Regions from separate parts of the Mus musculus genome. Here region 2 is linked to region 1. The links are chromatin contacts, called in public HiChIP or PLAC-seq maps. All regions are on one chromosome and are shown on one strand. Each heading gives the region's core, a stretch centred on a gene start, on an enhancer-like site or on the middle of the called end of the contact. The rest is flanking DNA. Distances are from core to core; before and after follow the strand shown.

Region 1 (7,721 bases), core at 2,607-5,106:
GGGTACTGGGGTAGGAGACTCCCTGGTGATAGAAGCTAAGGAATGAAGCCAACTTTAGTGGCTTCTTATCTTATGTGTTTAGTGTCTGCAAATTCAAGAGGCAAATTCAAGAGATGGCAACCTTTGCTTCCTGTGCTTTGGGCCCTCTCAGAAGCTTTTCCGTATACTTTATGTGTAAAGTGCTCTGTTTGTTAACAGAGCATCTTTATGTGCTGAGTGTTAACACATGAAGCCAACTGTCTCATCTAGTGCTCAAAGAAGATCTTATTTATCGCTTGCAACTTTGAAGTCAAAGCTGGCTGTGCTGAGGCCAGTGCGGTGTGATGGGCTCTGCCACCCGACTCTACTCAAGGGATTTTTTTTTTCAGTGTTTTTGTTGTTGTTGGTGGTGGTGGCAGGTTTTGTTTGGTTTTGTATACAGTTTCACTTTATACTTATATAAAAACTATTGTTAATGATTAAAAATGTTACCTATGGCTCCAACAAGATACTTCAGTAAGAAGAGGTGCTTGCTTCTAAACCCCAGAGGACACACAACACACTGCACATGTGCACGCGCGCACACACACACACACACACAAACCATAAAATGTAATTTTATTTTAGAGCTGGAGAGATGGCTTAGCAGTTAAGAGCACTGGCTGTTCTTCCAATGGATCCAAGATTAATCCTCAGAACCCACACGATAGCTCACAGCCACTTATAACTCTAGTCCCAGGGGATCTGATGCCCTCTTCTGTATGGCTTCTGTGGGCATCTTAGTTTAAGTGTTCTATAAAACACCATCACCAAAAACAACCTGGACGAGTGAAGGATTTATGTCATCTTACAACTTTCAAGTCCCACTCTACCCCCTGAGAGAAGTCATGGAAGGAGCTCGAGGAAGAACGCCATGAAGGAATGCTGCTTACTGGCTTGCTCCTTTTGGCTTGCTCAGGCTACTTTCTTTGCCATCCAGGACCCCCTGCCCAGGGATGTCACCACCCACAATGGGTGGAAAACTCCCACATCAATTATCAATCAAAATAATACTCAGCAGACTTGCCTGTTGCCCAATACATAGAGACATTGTCTCAATTAATGCTCCTAACCAGGTGACCCTCGCCTGTGTCAACTTCACAATACAATGAGTCTGTTAAAGCAAGACCTAATACAATCTGAATAATGTCCTTATAAAAGGAGGAAGGGTAAACACAGAATGAGAGACACCAGGACTGCACGCACACAGGAAAGATCACATGAAGAAAGTCTGCAAGCCAAGCAAGGAGATGACATGCAACTCACCCTGCCATTGCCTCAATCACCAACTTCCAGTCTTCAGAGCCAAGAGAAGATAGATTTTGTTCATTTAAGTCCTCAGTCCTGCCTCACTTTTTAATGGCAACCCTAGAAAATTAAAACTGTTGTTGACCCAAAGCCATCCATTGTACTGAGAGCTTGTCTTATCTTATCTTACCTATTATCACAAATATCTTCTGTTGACTTTTAAGGATTAAGTTGTGTATTAATTACATTGACATAGACGGTGTGTTTCCTGATTGTTGGCATGCCCCCAGTGATAGAATCATTGTAAAAATAGATTCCTATAGTGTTTGTATTGGTTATTTTCATGTCACTGTGGCCAACATACCTGAAAGAACAACTTGAATCAGGACAGACTTAGTGCTGATCCCTGGTTCGAGAGGGTTCGCCCCATGGTTACTTGGCTCTGTCCACTCGGACAGAATTCTGTAACAGGAGAGGTTCTCGCTCATGATGGCCAAGAGGCAGAGAACGGAGGGTACTGAGGGCCGGGAATAGCTGTCAAAGTTAAAACATCAGTGAGTATTCCCTCCAGCCAGATCCCAGCTCCCAAAATTTACAGTTTCCTACAAGTGGGGACCAAGTGTTCAAAGCAGGAGCCTGTTGAAACCACAGCGATGCTCTAAGTCCATTTCTTCTCTCTCCTATTTTGCTCAGTATAAATGAGCTGCTTCTATTCCTGGGCTCTGGGGTTTCTAAGCAGATGCCTATTTCTGTGGCTTAGTGGAGCTGAGTGGCTTGTCACAGACAGGAAGTTGGTGTGTGTGTGTGTGTGTGTGTGTGTGTGTGTGTGTGTATGGGTGTGTGTGTATACAGGAAGGGAGTCATAGGATCTGAGAACTTATTAGCTGTGTGCAACCTCGGGCAGGCTATCTTGTTTTCCTGGCTCAGTTTTCTCGTTTTCACGGTACACTGATGTATGTGTTATTTTCAGAGTTGCTGGAAGCATTAGTGTCACCGACGGGGACAGGCATACTATATTGGATGGCTTATGGTTGGTCTTCAATCAATAGTAGCTATTCTAGGTAATCAGGAAGTGTCTGTTTATTTCTCCCTTTCTGCTCCTGTGTTCTGAGTTTATATAAGCTGTGTTATGTTTGCCTACCTAAGAGGTTTAACTAATTCCCTATGTTTGGTGTATGCAATATGGCTTATGTCAGCACTACAAGGCTTGGCTGTTCAAGGGGCTTTTGTTGCCTGGTAGATACATGAAAAGGTGTGGCACAAGATGTAATGAAATAGGAGGTGTGTACATCTTTTGAAGATGACTATGTAACCTTTTGCACGATCCTTCTCTTGATGGCCCTCATTTATTTTATCTGCAAAGTGGAGCTTTAGTCTAGAATACATCTCTAGCATACATTTTTCTGAAACCAATGGTTTACCCCAAAATCACGAGGGCCAAGAGAATGGACCAAGTCCTCATTCTCATTTTTGTATTGCACAAATCCTCCTCCCATGACCACCCTCCCCAAACACCAGTTCTCACAGTTTAAATCAAATCCTATTGGCTTTGCTTCTTTGCTGAGACAAGGTTTCATATAGAGTCAGACTAGCCTAGAACTTGCAACATAGCCTAGGCTGTCCGTGAGCTCCTGGCAATCCCCCTGCCTCATCTTTCTGAGTACTGGGATTGCAAGTTGGAACCACCATGGCCAGCTTTTGGCACTTTGATGTTTATTTAAAAACAGCTTACATAAAAGGAGCTTCTATCAGCTTTTGGGAGATTAAAGTAAATGAACTTGTTTCCTGAAACCACTTGGGATTTTCTTCTAAAAGGTTTCTGGAAAATATTGCACGGAACTTCCAATCTGCACTATATTTTATTTGTAACTGATTTCCTAAAATATCGAGTTTCTGTCATGGTTTGGGTATGAAGTGTCTCCCAGATGGCTCAGGTGTTAAAGCGCCCCAATGATGGACTCTGGCTTATCAATGGATCAGTACATTAGTGAATGATGCAAAAATGTGTTGTTCTTACTGGAAGGTGGGACAGATATTTGAAGTCGGGGCCAAGCTGGAAAGTCATGAGGGTGGGTCCTTAACAGCCTTGTCCCTGCCCCCTCTCCCCTTCACTCCCTCTGTCCTCCCTGTGACAGCAGCCCCCTGTTCCACATGTTCTTACCACCATGATATTTTATTCTACTTCATAGTAATGGAGGAAGCCAGCCAGGGGGTACACCTCTAAAACCATAAATGAGAGAACGATTTCGTATCTTTGTCATTGCATGAGAAACTGACTGGCATGGTTTCTGCATGGGAAGACTGACTTATTCTGTGGCGTCTATGAGCAGCGCAGGGCAAAGGTGCTTGTAGGGATTCGAGTTGAGTTCCTTCTGCCTTCTGCACCAACTGGACTTTCAGGCCTGCATGGGGGGGGGGGTGACGGGCTATAGAGGAGCAAGTGGGTGGGAAGCTGCCAAGGGGAGGGTGTGACAGGAGCCTCATTCATCCACACAATGAAACAATGAAAGGCACATCTGCTATGTCTGCCCTCCTAGTCCAGAGTTTACCCTCTGCTGTGTGAAGCAGTTTGGCCAAACAATTGGCAAGGGGGAGGCGTGCTTACTGAATGAAGCAGAGCCTCCAGGGAAAAGCCGTGTCTTTTATAGGGAGTATGATAGATACGTCCAAATGCTCTCAAGGCACAATGCCCACGCTAACGGTTAGTTCATCAGCACCCACAGCCAGCTTCATCCTTACCATACAGTCAATATCTATTCAAAGCCCAGACTCAAAGCTGCCACGATGCTTTCTATAATCCTGAGATTCGAGTCTAAGATGCTATCATCCCACGTTCTCGCTCCTACCCCAACAGCCCTGATGGTATTGTAGGTAACTTGCTGCACTTCAGAATCTCCCCCTACAGAGCCCAGCCTGACGCCAGATGTCCAGGGGTCATATGATGATTCCTGAAAGGTCAAGTCAGCGTTTGCCTCTTCGGTTGTTAAGGAGAACAGTCCACTGTCATTGGTGTTTTGAGAGAGCTCTTGCTCTAAATATCTAATTGTCTGAATCTCGAAACCTGTGATTAATCTGTAGCCAGCCAGGGGAAAATTAGAAATAAACTGGAATTGTCAGTGACTTGAGGCTGACGGTCCTTCTAACCGCTGCCGAAGTGACCGAGCCTCTTTTCTCTGTGTTCCAGGCTTAGAGAAGAAACCCAGGAGAAATAATGTGGGGAAGCAAAAGATGACATTGGCACAGGCCGGACCAAGCATCCTTCCTGTGAGAACAGACTGAGGGCGAGAGAGAAGCCATTCGGCAAAGGTAAGCACCCAGTTCTGTGACTACCAAAACCTCGCATGAGCCGTGAGCCCACTCTGAGGTGTCCACGGGGAGGGAGTAGAAAGCACGTTACCACGACCTTCCAACCATCTGCATTGCCGCTGATGAAGATGAAAGAACACACTTATTCTTCCACGTTGAAATAAAAGTGAAATGGCCCAAAGGTGACAGGATACTTCCATTCTATAGGGGTTCTCTTCCTAAAGAAAAATAAATAAATAAACTAAAAAGAAAAGAAAAAGGAAAAAGATTTAAAAGTAGCACCTGTTCTGTGCTTTAGATGAGTTGCCTATGTGTTGCTCAAATTTTGTACAAGCATTCTACTTGTGAATTTCTTTTCTTTAAAAAAAAAATCTTTGTGTATATATAGGGAGTTTTGCCTGTATGCATGTCTGCGCACCTAGTGCATACCTGGTGCCCACAGAGGCCAGAAGAGAACTTGAGAGTCCTTGGGACTGGAGTTCCCTGGGATAGTTGTGAACTACCATGTGGGTGCTGGAAGTCAAACCCAGGTCTCCCGGAAGGGCAAGTGGTAGTGTGTGGCATGGGCATCTCTCTAGCCCCAATTTATTTATTTATTTATTTATTTATTTATTTATTCATTCATTCATTCATTCATTCATTCATTTCACAGTTGCCCCAATTTATCTATCTATCTATCTATCTATCCATCTATCTAATTCACAGTTAAACATGTAACTAGCTTAGGCCTAATGAACAGGCGAACAAAGTTAATGATTGAGATTTAGTGATTTTGTTTGTTCTTTGACAATTTCATAGGTGTGTACAATGTAGCTTGATCATATCAGACCCTTTCCCTTCTTTCTCTTTTTTTAAATCTGATCTCCCCAACACTGCCCCTTTCAACACTAATGTCCTCTTGTTCTTTTTAAATAACTCGCTGAGTCCAACTACTGCCGTCCATATGTGCACAGGCGTGGGGCCATCCACCAGTGCCCTGGTTCTGAGCCTTCCGAATGCTTTAATACAGTGCTTCATGGCACGGTGACCTTCAAACATAAAATTTTGGTGGCAACTTCATAACTACAATGCTGCTAGTCTTATGAATTGTAATGTAAATATCTCTGTTTTCTGATGGTCTTTGGCGACCCCTCAAAGCAGTCATGAGCCACAGATTGAGAACTGCCTCACTAAGAGACAGTCAACCTTCCAGAGGCTACGCCCCTGAAGGAAATGGACTCTTCCTTCCCCGGCAGCCAGCACCTGCAGGAAGCTCCTCGTCTAGGACTGGGTATCAGGAGCCTGTCCTCACTTCATGCCTGGAATTTTGACTGGCTTGTAACCCTGACTCATAGTCTTTCTGTCCCCTTTTCCACCATTCTTCCCCTTTGCCTTGGGGAAGGGGTAGCCTTGGGGTAGGGTAAGATTAATAGAAACAGACTATTCGGGGCTTGAACCCTGAACAACCACTTAATTCTCAGCTCTCTGACCAGCTGTGGATGGGATATCGCAGGGAAGTCTAAATGCCCACTGGGTTTGATATCCAAACTCTTCTCACAGAATCGATATTAAGGACTGTGGGTAGCTCCATATCAGGAGTCACTGGGAGAAAGGCAGAGCTGGTCTTCAGGAGGGAAGTGGCTCTGTAGCTGCCAACCACCTGGCCACTGTGCTTCACTAACCCTGACTCGGAAGCAGGAAGCAGGAAGCAGGAAGCATCGTAGGCTACGTGAACCCTTCATTCAGGTGTTCCTACTTCTAGGCTTTATCTGGAGAACTAGAAGGAAGGCCCGGAAGGAATTCGGCTTTCAGCAGCACAGCTTCTAACCTGAGGCCGACAAGCACTTTGTTTCAAGCTGGAAGAAGAGTCTTTAACATTTCATTTAATTTGATTACTAATTAACATAGTTTTAAAATTTAGCGTTCTCCTTAACTACAGTCATGATGGCAAACAACGGAAGGCTGCTTACCAAAAACCACAGGTTTGCAGCGGCTTTGGCAGGGAGCTTGGTAGAGGAAAGCTACATCTCCCTGAAGTCTCCGTACTGAAGGGAAAGCAGGAATGCACAGGCTTTCCTTCCTCCAAGGATCTGTATGTTACATAGTGGGAAGAGAGCTTAAGAAAGAGCAATCGTAGCTATGTTCAAGCAAACTGGAGTGTTAAAGGGAATTTAAATTACTTTAATTGCAAGAACTTTCAGACATTTAGAAAACGTGGGTGAATTGCCAAAAAAAGAGGATAGAATGTATACATATTACATAATGTAAACTTTTTCTTAGTTATTTTATCCCTAGACCCTTCTTTCATGAAATCCTGAGTCGGGTTAGCCACACTTTCTAACAGGCTTTTTGAAGACTTTTAAATAGGAATTCTCTAGGTCCACCACTAGGGGTCAGTCGTGCCGCACCCAGCGCTACCCTGGTCCTTTCCTATCCTGACCAAACATTCACCAAGTGCCCTCTACACACCTGAGGCTGGCTGGTGTTTTCAAGTATACATTACTAACGTTCAAGGAATGCATAAAAAGAGGTTTAGGAGCCCTCGAAACCGCCTCACTTTCAGACCCACCCCCAACCCCGGCCTTGAATCTGAACCCTGAGGGGTTCTCAGCCATATTTCTCCTAGGGACAAGGCCTTTCTGTCATTGCAGGCTCCAGGAGCACCTCGTGGACCTCACAGGTGGCCACTGAGGAGAAATTCCTCAGACACGGCTAGAACTGCACTACCTTCTCTGGTTTGAGCTTCTGCTTGCCTGTCAGGCCTGGTTGGCCACTCTGAGGAAACTTCTGAGAACCATGGTCAGAGTCCCAGGCCTGACTAGAACTGATATGCCTAAAGTGAGGCAGCCACCCTCCCTTTCCATGCCAGGACAGACATCATCAATCTCCCACAGCATCCCTTGGTCACAGAACTCAAAATGGTCTCAGGATCCCTTCCTGATTCAGGCAGACATTACTAATCAAAAGGCTATTAGTTAACATGACTGGGAAATTTCGCCTTGAAGGTTATCATGTAAGTTTCTTCCATGTTTTGAACCTTCTCTGGTGATTTGATTTAATTTCTCTAACCTTCTACGGGGACCACACATGCATGAGCAGAGAGAGAGAGAGAGAGAGAGAGAGAACATGGGTCATATATGGTGGCACTGACAAGTAAACCCACCCCTGGG
Region 2 (7,721 bases), core at 1,827-4,326, 190 kb before region 1:
TGATATCTCCATGTCCTAAGACTCAGAGTGTGATGTCTTCAGCAACCAGGTCTTATTGTCATGTTCTAGAAGGAAAGCAAGAGCAGTGACAATAGTATGTAATATTTGGGCATCTACGGAACCTTACTGACCAACAGTGAACAAGAGGTAGAGGTAACCCACACCTCTCTCTATATATATATATATACACATACATACAACACATATATGCTGTTTATATGTATATATACATACACACATCATGTATGTATATGGTATGTATATATACATATACACATATGCACATACACACATACACACATATACACAAACACATGTGGTGTGTATGTAGTATATGTGAGTGTGTGTGTGCTTTAGGAAGCTTTTAAAATACTATGCTTCCATATGGCTTTTCAAAGGTCTTTAGTGTTGGTCTCCCTCCCTACACTAACTACCTCTTTCAGCCTTCCCTCCCATCCTCCTCTGCACATATCCTCTGTGCCCCATTATTTCCTTTCTCCTTCAAACTATAATCTGTGTTCTACTGTCCCCATCTTAAGATACTCCCACTTCTCATGGCCCCTTTCTAGTTTCCAGACTTTGACAAGTGCTCCAATTTAAGCATGCTAACTAAAGATTCAAAGCTTGGACCCACATATGAAAGTAGACATGTGGCATTTGTCTTTCTGGGGCTAGGTTACCTCACTTGAATGATTATACCCAGTTCTATCCATTTACCTGCAAATTTCATAAGTTTATTTTCCTTAATAGCCGAATAATAGTCCACTGTGTAAGCATACAACATTTTCATTATCCACTCATCGGTGCACATCTGAGCTGTTTCCATTTTCTGAATGTTATGAATAGAGCATCAGTGAACACGAATGAGCAGGCATCTCTATAGTAGGAGATGCAGTCCTTTGGGGTTTGTCCAGGAATGGTATAACTGGGACAAGTTTTGTTTGTTTGTTTCTTTCTTTTTCTCTTTCATTTTGTTTTGTTTTTACTTATATATGTTGGTACCTGTGTAAGTTTATGTGAACCGCATATGTGCAAGTGCCCAAATAGGCCAGGAGAGGGTGTTGAATCTCTTAGAACTGGAGTTACAGGCAGTTGTGAGCTGTCTAGCAGCTATCGAAAACCACACAAATGTTCTCAACTGCTAAACCATCTCCCCAGTCCTGCTGGGAAATGATATTGAGTTACCTCTGACCTGCTTATCTTTAACTGCAGAATCAGAGAAGCGTGTTTTTGAATTAGATGATAAATAGTACAGAAACGCACAATTAGTCAATTTGCAATCAGAGACTGTGGCATGCTCAGCTCTAAATGGGACAGCAGCTCAGGAATTGTTGCAGAAGAGGAGGCAGAAAGACTGTTAAGCCAGAGGTTGTAGAGTACTGCCGTGAAACAGGGTTGTTCAGACATAACAAGGCTGCTATACATGTGAAGTCACAGCAACGGTTTTAGCTGTGTACACAGACCTGTACAAGATCAAGTCAGTCAAATTGCCATCATGAATAAGGGAGGGGCTCATGAAGTCCCACCCCTGGCTAGGGAGTATTGGCAATTAAAAGCTTTTGAAGTAGAATGAGTGTCAGCTTTTTTCAGGGATGTGTTTCTAATAAGGTGCTATGCTCCAGGGGGCACCCATGTGCATACTGGTAGCATGAAGTATATCCAGTGGGTTTAAAGAAAGAATATATGAAGTTGGGAAAGAAAAGTAGGATGTGTGTAGGAGGAGTTGGGGGAGGGAAGACAGTGCAGATTTGATCAAGACATATATATATATATATATATATATATATATATATATATATATATGACACTCTCAAACAATAATTTTTTAAATCTTTAAATAGGCACTGTTTTCTTAGCCTTTAGCATTCTCAGAAGATACTTTGACTAAAATATAAGGCTTTAAGAACAGAGGAGATAGCTCATCTGGTAAAGTGCTTGCAATTTCAACCACAAAGACTTGAGTATAAGCCTCAGAACCTATGTGCCAAAAGCCAGGTGCAGTGGCACTGCCTGGTAATCCCAGGTCTGGTCACTCAGAGATAGCCAGATCTGTGGGGCTCACTGAGCAACCAGCCCAGCCTGCTTGGCAAGCTCCAGGCCAGTTACAGATCCCCGAACAAAACAAAACAAGACAAAATAAAACAAAACAAAACAAGTGAATAGTACTTGAGGAGGGACATTCAAGGTTATCCTTTGTTCTGCTGATTTTCACATGCTGCGCACCCACATAAATATGCACATACATGAACATGTACATATGTGTTATTAAAATGTGAGGCTTCAGGATCCAGCAGTCCTTAATACCACCTCTGACATAAGTATAGTAGCAGCCACACAGTAAAGATTCAATAGAGTCCCGATGATGATGATGATGAGGAGGAGGAGGAGGAGGAAGAGGAGGAGAAACATGGATGTTACTGAAAAGGAGCACGATGACAAGAAAATACCTCCTCTGCTGCTTTCATAAAACAACCAAAATTATTTTTTATTATTTCCAGTGCATTTTATTACAGACAAGAACTTGGAAGCTGGGATAATATTTGTATTACCTTCTATCTAGGTACTTAACAACTTGTGATAGGTTTGTTCCATAAATTTTACTGAATGAAAAGAGTTAATCAACAGATGATTTGATAGTAGAAAAAGTAATGACTTCACATGCCCACAGCTCTGGCTCTGGGATTAGCCAAATGCGTTTTTATATCTGGACTCACCCATTTACTTGTCTTCTCCTTGTAAAGTTGAAATGGGGATGGACTCTACCCAAGGGCCAGGAGACTTGAGTGATAAAATGTATATAAAGAACTCAGTGCTGTACCTGAATTAGTGTTCAATAAAAGTTAGTTACACAGCCCTAAAAGCCACCATTTGACCCAAACTGACAGGAAAAATGCCTAGCGGGATTCACTAGCTCACTGGCACCGTTGCCAAGTTCTCCTACACAGTCAACAAGCTCTCCCAGCTTGAAAGCTCATGAATGTTCAGAAAGCCTAGCCATTCTCTCCTTCCATCAAGACAGCGAAAGTAAACGTGAGGCTCAATGGCTTTCCTGAGGTGCCTGTATCCCAGCTCAGTCATTGTGTCTGGATTCACCATTACAATAAAACATGCAAATGGATGCTCTGTTGATTCTTATCCCTCCGCTAAAGGCCAGACATTTTCAATTTGGCTTCATTTGCATCCATTTAGATAATGGTGGTACCAACAGATCTTCCCTGTTCCCCTCTGCCTTTTGTTCTAGAATCCAGCCTGGAGGTGCTTTTTAGAGACCACATTGATAGATTAATTCTATCCTAACTGTTGCCCTGGAGTCCCTGGGGAAACCAGAGCACATATTAACTTTTGCCTGTGGTACTGTGCAAACACCAGATTGGGAAACAGTAAGTAACTCGCTCTGGCTGCAAATGTAAGGGAAATTTATGAAGCTGGGAAGGAAAAGCCACAAGGAGCAGGGCTGTGATGTAGCTTCCAATTTCAAACAACAAGCTATCCACAAATTAAGGTCACTTCCTCTGGTTGGAGGTATGACTCAACAGGAAGAGAGAAGAATCTCCTCATTTGTTACCACCCACACTCCCTGGTCGTTTGATAATTCCACAGGGGACATGGGAGTGAACAGGGTAAACTCTTGCCTTGCTGGGCTCTGCAAGCTATGTAAGCCCAGAAGTCCTTTGCAGCTCCGCTCTTTGTTTTTGCTTCGTTTGTTTTTGCTTTAACCATGTCACAGAAAAATGATAAGTTTTAGCTTTTTGAGGAGACTGGATTATACTAGAGATTTGAAACTGATATCACAAAACTGATGGCAAAACTGACGGGTGCTACTCACAGCAATGTTCGCTCAAGCATGCATACATAGGTGCTATAGGAGTTCCATGCCTTTTTGATGCAAAATTCATTGGAGTCCCATTTATTCAAGAGAAACTTAAATTTATTTCTAAGACCGAGTCTCTGTCTGCCATTCACTCATGTACTGTGTTCAAGCGCTATTTGAGGTCTTGGGACTCCAAAACTACAGGAAGCAATTGCCTTGACTTAGGCTGGTTTTGTATTTGGATGTTTAAAGATCTTGCTTCATTTTCTTGGTGGCTGATAACTGCTTTTAGACACAGTAAAGTATACTAAAGATATGGAAGAAAAAACATTGCTAAATCTGGCTCAGGGAGTCAGGGGTGGTGTGACAGAGGAAGTGACATTTGAGCATTATGTTCACGATGTGTGTATACAGTATCTATTTTTATTGGGGGCACTCTTGCCTGTGTTTATTGGTAGCCTATTTGAGGAATCAGCCTAGTTGTCTGTCAACAGATGAATAGATAATGGATATGTGGTGTATATGACAATGGAATTTGATTCAGCCATAAAGAAGAATGAAACTGTATTGCTTACAAGAAAAATAGATACAGCTTGAGATCCTCACGTTAATTAGAATAAGCCAGACTCAGAAAAAGATCACTGTTCTCTTTCTTGCAGATCTTAGATCCTATATAGACACATCAAATCACATAGAGATGTCATGAAAGAAGAAGGAGGTGAGGAGGAAGGGGATTAGCAGGAGAGGAAAAGGAAGGATAAGAGGACTGGGTATTTCAATATGGTCAAAGTACACGAGAAACTTGAAAGAAGTTATCTTTTTCAAGTCCAGCAAATATATACAAGGACTGTATGTACAGGGACTGTATGTTGGTACAGAATAAATACTTAAAATTTTGTATAAGAATTCCTGAAAACAAGGACAACAGGGACAAAGGCCAGGTTTGGATCCTTCCGGGATATTAAAATCTACAGATGCTCAAGTCCATTGTATGACGATGTATCTTCATGGCTGCATCTAACCTACAAACATCCTCCCACATACTTTAACTTATTCCTAGGTTATCTATCCTACCCTATGCAATGGAAATGTATAGAAATAGTTCCTTTACTATATTATTGGAGAATAATGACAAGAAAGATGTACATATTGAGTCCCCATGTAAGTTTTTCCACAATAACATTTATGAGGTGTGGGAATGTAGCTCAGTTAATAGGATACTTGTCTAGCATGCTCAAGCCCTAGACTAAATCATTAGCACTGCATAAACTAGGCAGAGTGGCAGATATCTGTAATTCTAGCTCTAAAGATGTGGGGACAGGACTATCAGAAATCAAAGCCACCTTTAGCTATGTAGTGAGTTCAACGCAAGATGGACTCTAAAAGGCTCTGTATCTCAAACAACAGCAATTGCTAAAATGATCTTTAAAAATGGTATGTATAATTCAGGACCAGTAGAATGTGTAGTGAAAAACACAAAGATCCAGAAGGCTGGCTGGAGCAAGGTTTACCTCTGTCTGGAGCAAGGGGAAGAATCTAGAGAGAAAAATCAGACAGACTCTGAACACACTCAGTTAAATGAGTTTTCAGACAACTTAGAAAGCCCAGTGGAAAAGGAAGGGTATTTATAGAGTAAAGCACTGCCTGGTCCCCTATGGGGATGGACACACAATATTAACAGAAGATGACGTAATCCCCACAAATCTAAGCAAGAAAAGTAGCTGCTCCCTTGAATTTGTGACCAATAGCATTTAACACTAGCTGATAGTGTTTCTTCATCTATCTGGAAAGTATGGAAACTAATTTATTATAATAACAATAGAGTTATACTTAAGGTAGTAGGATGATGACAGACTAGACAAGAGAAGGGAAAAGTTACCTAAAATGACTTCAAGATAGCTTGGAATGGTGGCTAGCACCTGTTATCTTACCTGTGGAAGGCTGAAACAGGGATTGCTCCAGTTGTCTTGAGTCCAAGGTCAGCCTGGGCTACATTGTGAAGGTTTAGGCTACCTTGCTATAGGGTGAGACCCTGTCTCAAAAGAACATGTGTGAAATGAAAGTTACTTCTAGAAAACTTCAAATGTATTCCCAAGAACAGTATATATTCAGTCTATTTCAGTCTATTCATGCATTTTTTGAGACAGAGTCTCACTGTGTGTAACTGATTGGCCTGGAACTTTCAACATAGAACTGTCTGGCTTTAAATGTAAGCTCACAATGATCTGCCTGTTTTTGCGTCCCAAAGCAGTGGAGCTTCTGCTGGGAATAAGGTATACATCTACCATTATTCCCACCTCATCTTTTAAAAATACAATTTGTACACTGTAAGGTTTCTAAAAGGGTACCCAAATGCAAATTTGTACCAATTTTTACTATATTAACTATGTTTTTTACTATATATTTTAGTTTACATAGATTAAATGAATATATGTGGCCATCACTATAAACATTAGTTTTTACACATAGTAATTTACAAGTAAGTATATCTTAAAAGGTGAATTTAAAAAGCACTGCAACCTAATTTGTTGAATTTTTTTTTCAAGACAGGGTTTCTCTGTGTGGTCCAGGCAGTCCTTAAACTCACTCTATAGACCAGGCTGGTCTCAAGTACTCAGAGATCCTCCTGTTTCTGCCTCCCAAGTGCTGGGATCAAAGGCATACATCACCATTACCTGGCTAATTTGTTGGATCTTAATACATTGTCTTAAGCTGGAAAATAACAAGATTTACCAGAAGTGAGGCAAGTCCTAGAGCCTCAAGTTACTATTAATCCATTATCTGTCTCACCACACGGACAGTAATAAGTACTGGGTGTGACATCCTGTACTGTAGCTTGTTATTTCAGTGACAGTAGGTCTTTATTTCCAGGCAAATATTTCGGATAAATAGACTAGAGCCGTGTTATGTTTGAACAACATTTGTTACATTCCTGGAGATGCCAGAGGATGATGTTGGTGTCTGAGGACTTGACTGAGGACTTTCATGGAAGGCAAGATGCCATGGAGGGTGCCTGGAAAACCAGACATAGTTAATGACAGGGCCTGGGGTTAACCAGGTGTTAATCTGGTGTTAACCAGGCCCACAAGAATGTTTCCAATAACTGTGCCTGGGTCACAGAGAGGTCACTCTCAGAGGCCAATTCTGAAGGGACAAGTAGCTAGACTCTACCCACTGCTGGAGGGGGCTGGGACATCTTCACTGATCAGTGAAGTCTTTACCACCAAGTATGTTGGTCATCATATTGGCAATTTGCCACATGCTGCTCTGGCTTACTGGGAAGCTGACTTGGGAAGCACTGTAGTTCCAATTTTAGACCTGAGATTATTTGTCTCAAATAACTCTAAGATCTATTATCCAATGATGGGCTGACCTGCAGATTCTGACATGGAAGGATGTAGATGTCAAAATAGTCCAAGAGTGAAGACATTGTGTCATGGAGAACAGACAGAAGGCAAGCCATGTTCAACAGGGCTTATCTCATGATATAAAATTATCCACAGTGGAAAAGTTCAGCCATAGCAAGCTTGTCAGTAGAGAGAAAGCTCATAGGAACAGCAGCTTCCCAGGTAGATTCTGTTGGGCACTTATAACCCCCCAACTTGATGATGGTACTGTTTGCTCTGTCAACCAGGCTACTCCAGGCTTCTTTGCTGGATAGTGTATACTCTCATTTTCACAATTTTGTTATCTAGTTGTGGGTTCTATCTCTCTACATACTAGTACTTTAATAAACTCACTCATTCAAAACTGAAAGCACACGTATTGTAGATAATTCTCCAGACTGCACAGAACACCAGGCCTGTCTATGGGAATGCCACTCCTAGGGCGTGACTTCAAGAACGTGTTCTCATGTAACTTAGGCTTAGCAGTGATGGAGAATTGAGTTGGAAAGACAACAAGAGGTGCT

What was found. HiChIP or PLAC-seq counts read pairs in DNA pulled down with a chosen protein or histone mark.
Region 2: an H3K27ac HiChIP or PLAC-seq map of embryonic stem cells shows a contact between it and region 1, with 5 times the contacts expected there. The contact joins two enhancer-like sites. A contact is called at or near these places in 1 of 39 promoter capture datasets (second pharyngeal arch cranial neural crest), 5 of 484 Hi-C or Micro-C datasets (bone marrow-derived macrophages, dorsal root ganglion neurons, embryonic stem cells and 1 more), 5 of 115 datasets of contacts at active chromatin or transcription factors (embryonic basal ganglia and embryonic stem cells) and 1 of 9 other capture datasets (embryonic stem cells).

What each region holds. Positions count from the first base shown.
Region 1 is chr6:97,525,581-97,533,301 of GRCm38.p6, reverse strand. Gm46970 (a long non-coding RNA gene) reads right to left here. Exons shown (of 5, transcript XR_003956336.1): 2 at 1,631-1,800; 3 at 1,285-1,386. It also overlaps a transcript of Frmd4b not described here. Among named protein-coding and RNA genes, the nearest start is that of Gm25852, 18 kb to the left of the region's middle. Within about 2 kb of position 3,856, at least 34 of the 459 cell types and tissues checked have an H3K27ac peak or open chromatin away from gene starts, as enhancers often do. A contact at or near this core is called in embryonic stem cells, where this site is marked.
Region 2 is chr6:97,714,091-97,721,811 of GRCm38.p6, reverse strand. No RefSeq gene overlaps it. Among named protein-coding and RNA genes, the nearest start is that of Gm24565, 12 kb to the left of the region's middle. Within about 2 kb of position 3,076, at least 17 of the 459 cell types and tissues checked have an H3K27ac peak or open chromatin away from gene starts, as enhancers often do. A contact at or near this core is called in embryonic stem cells, where this site is marked.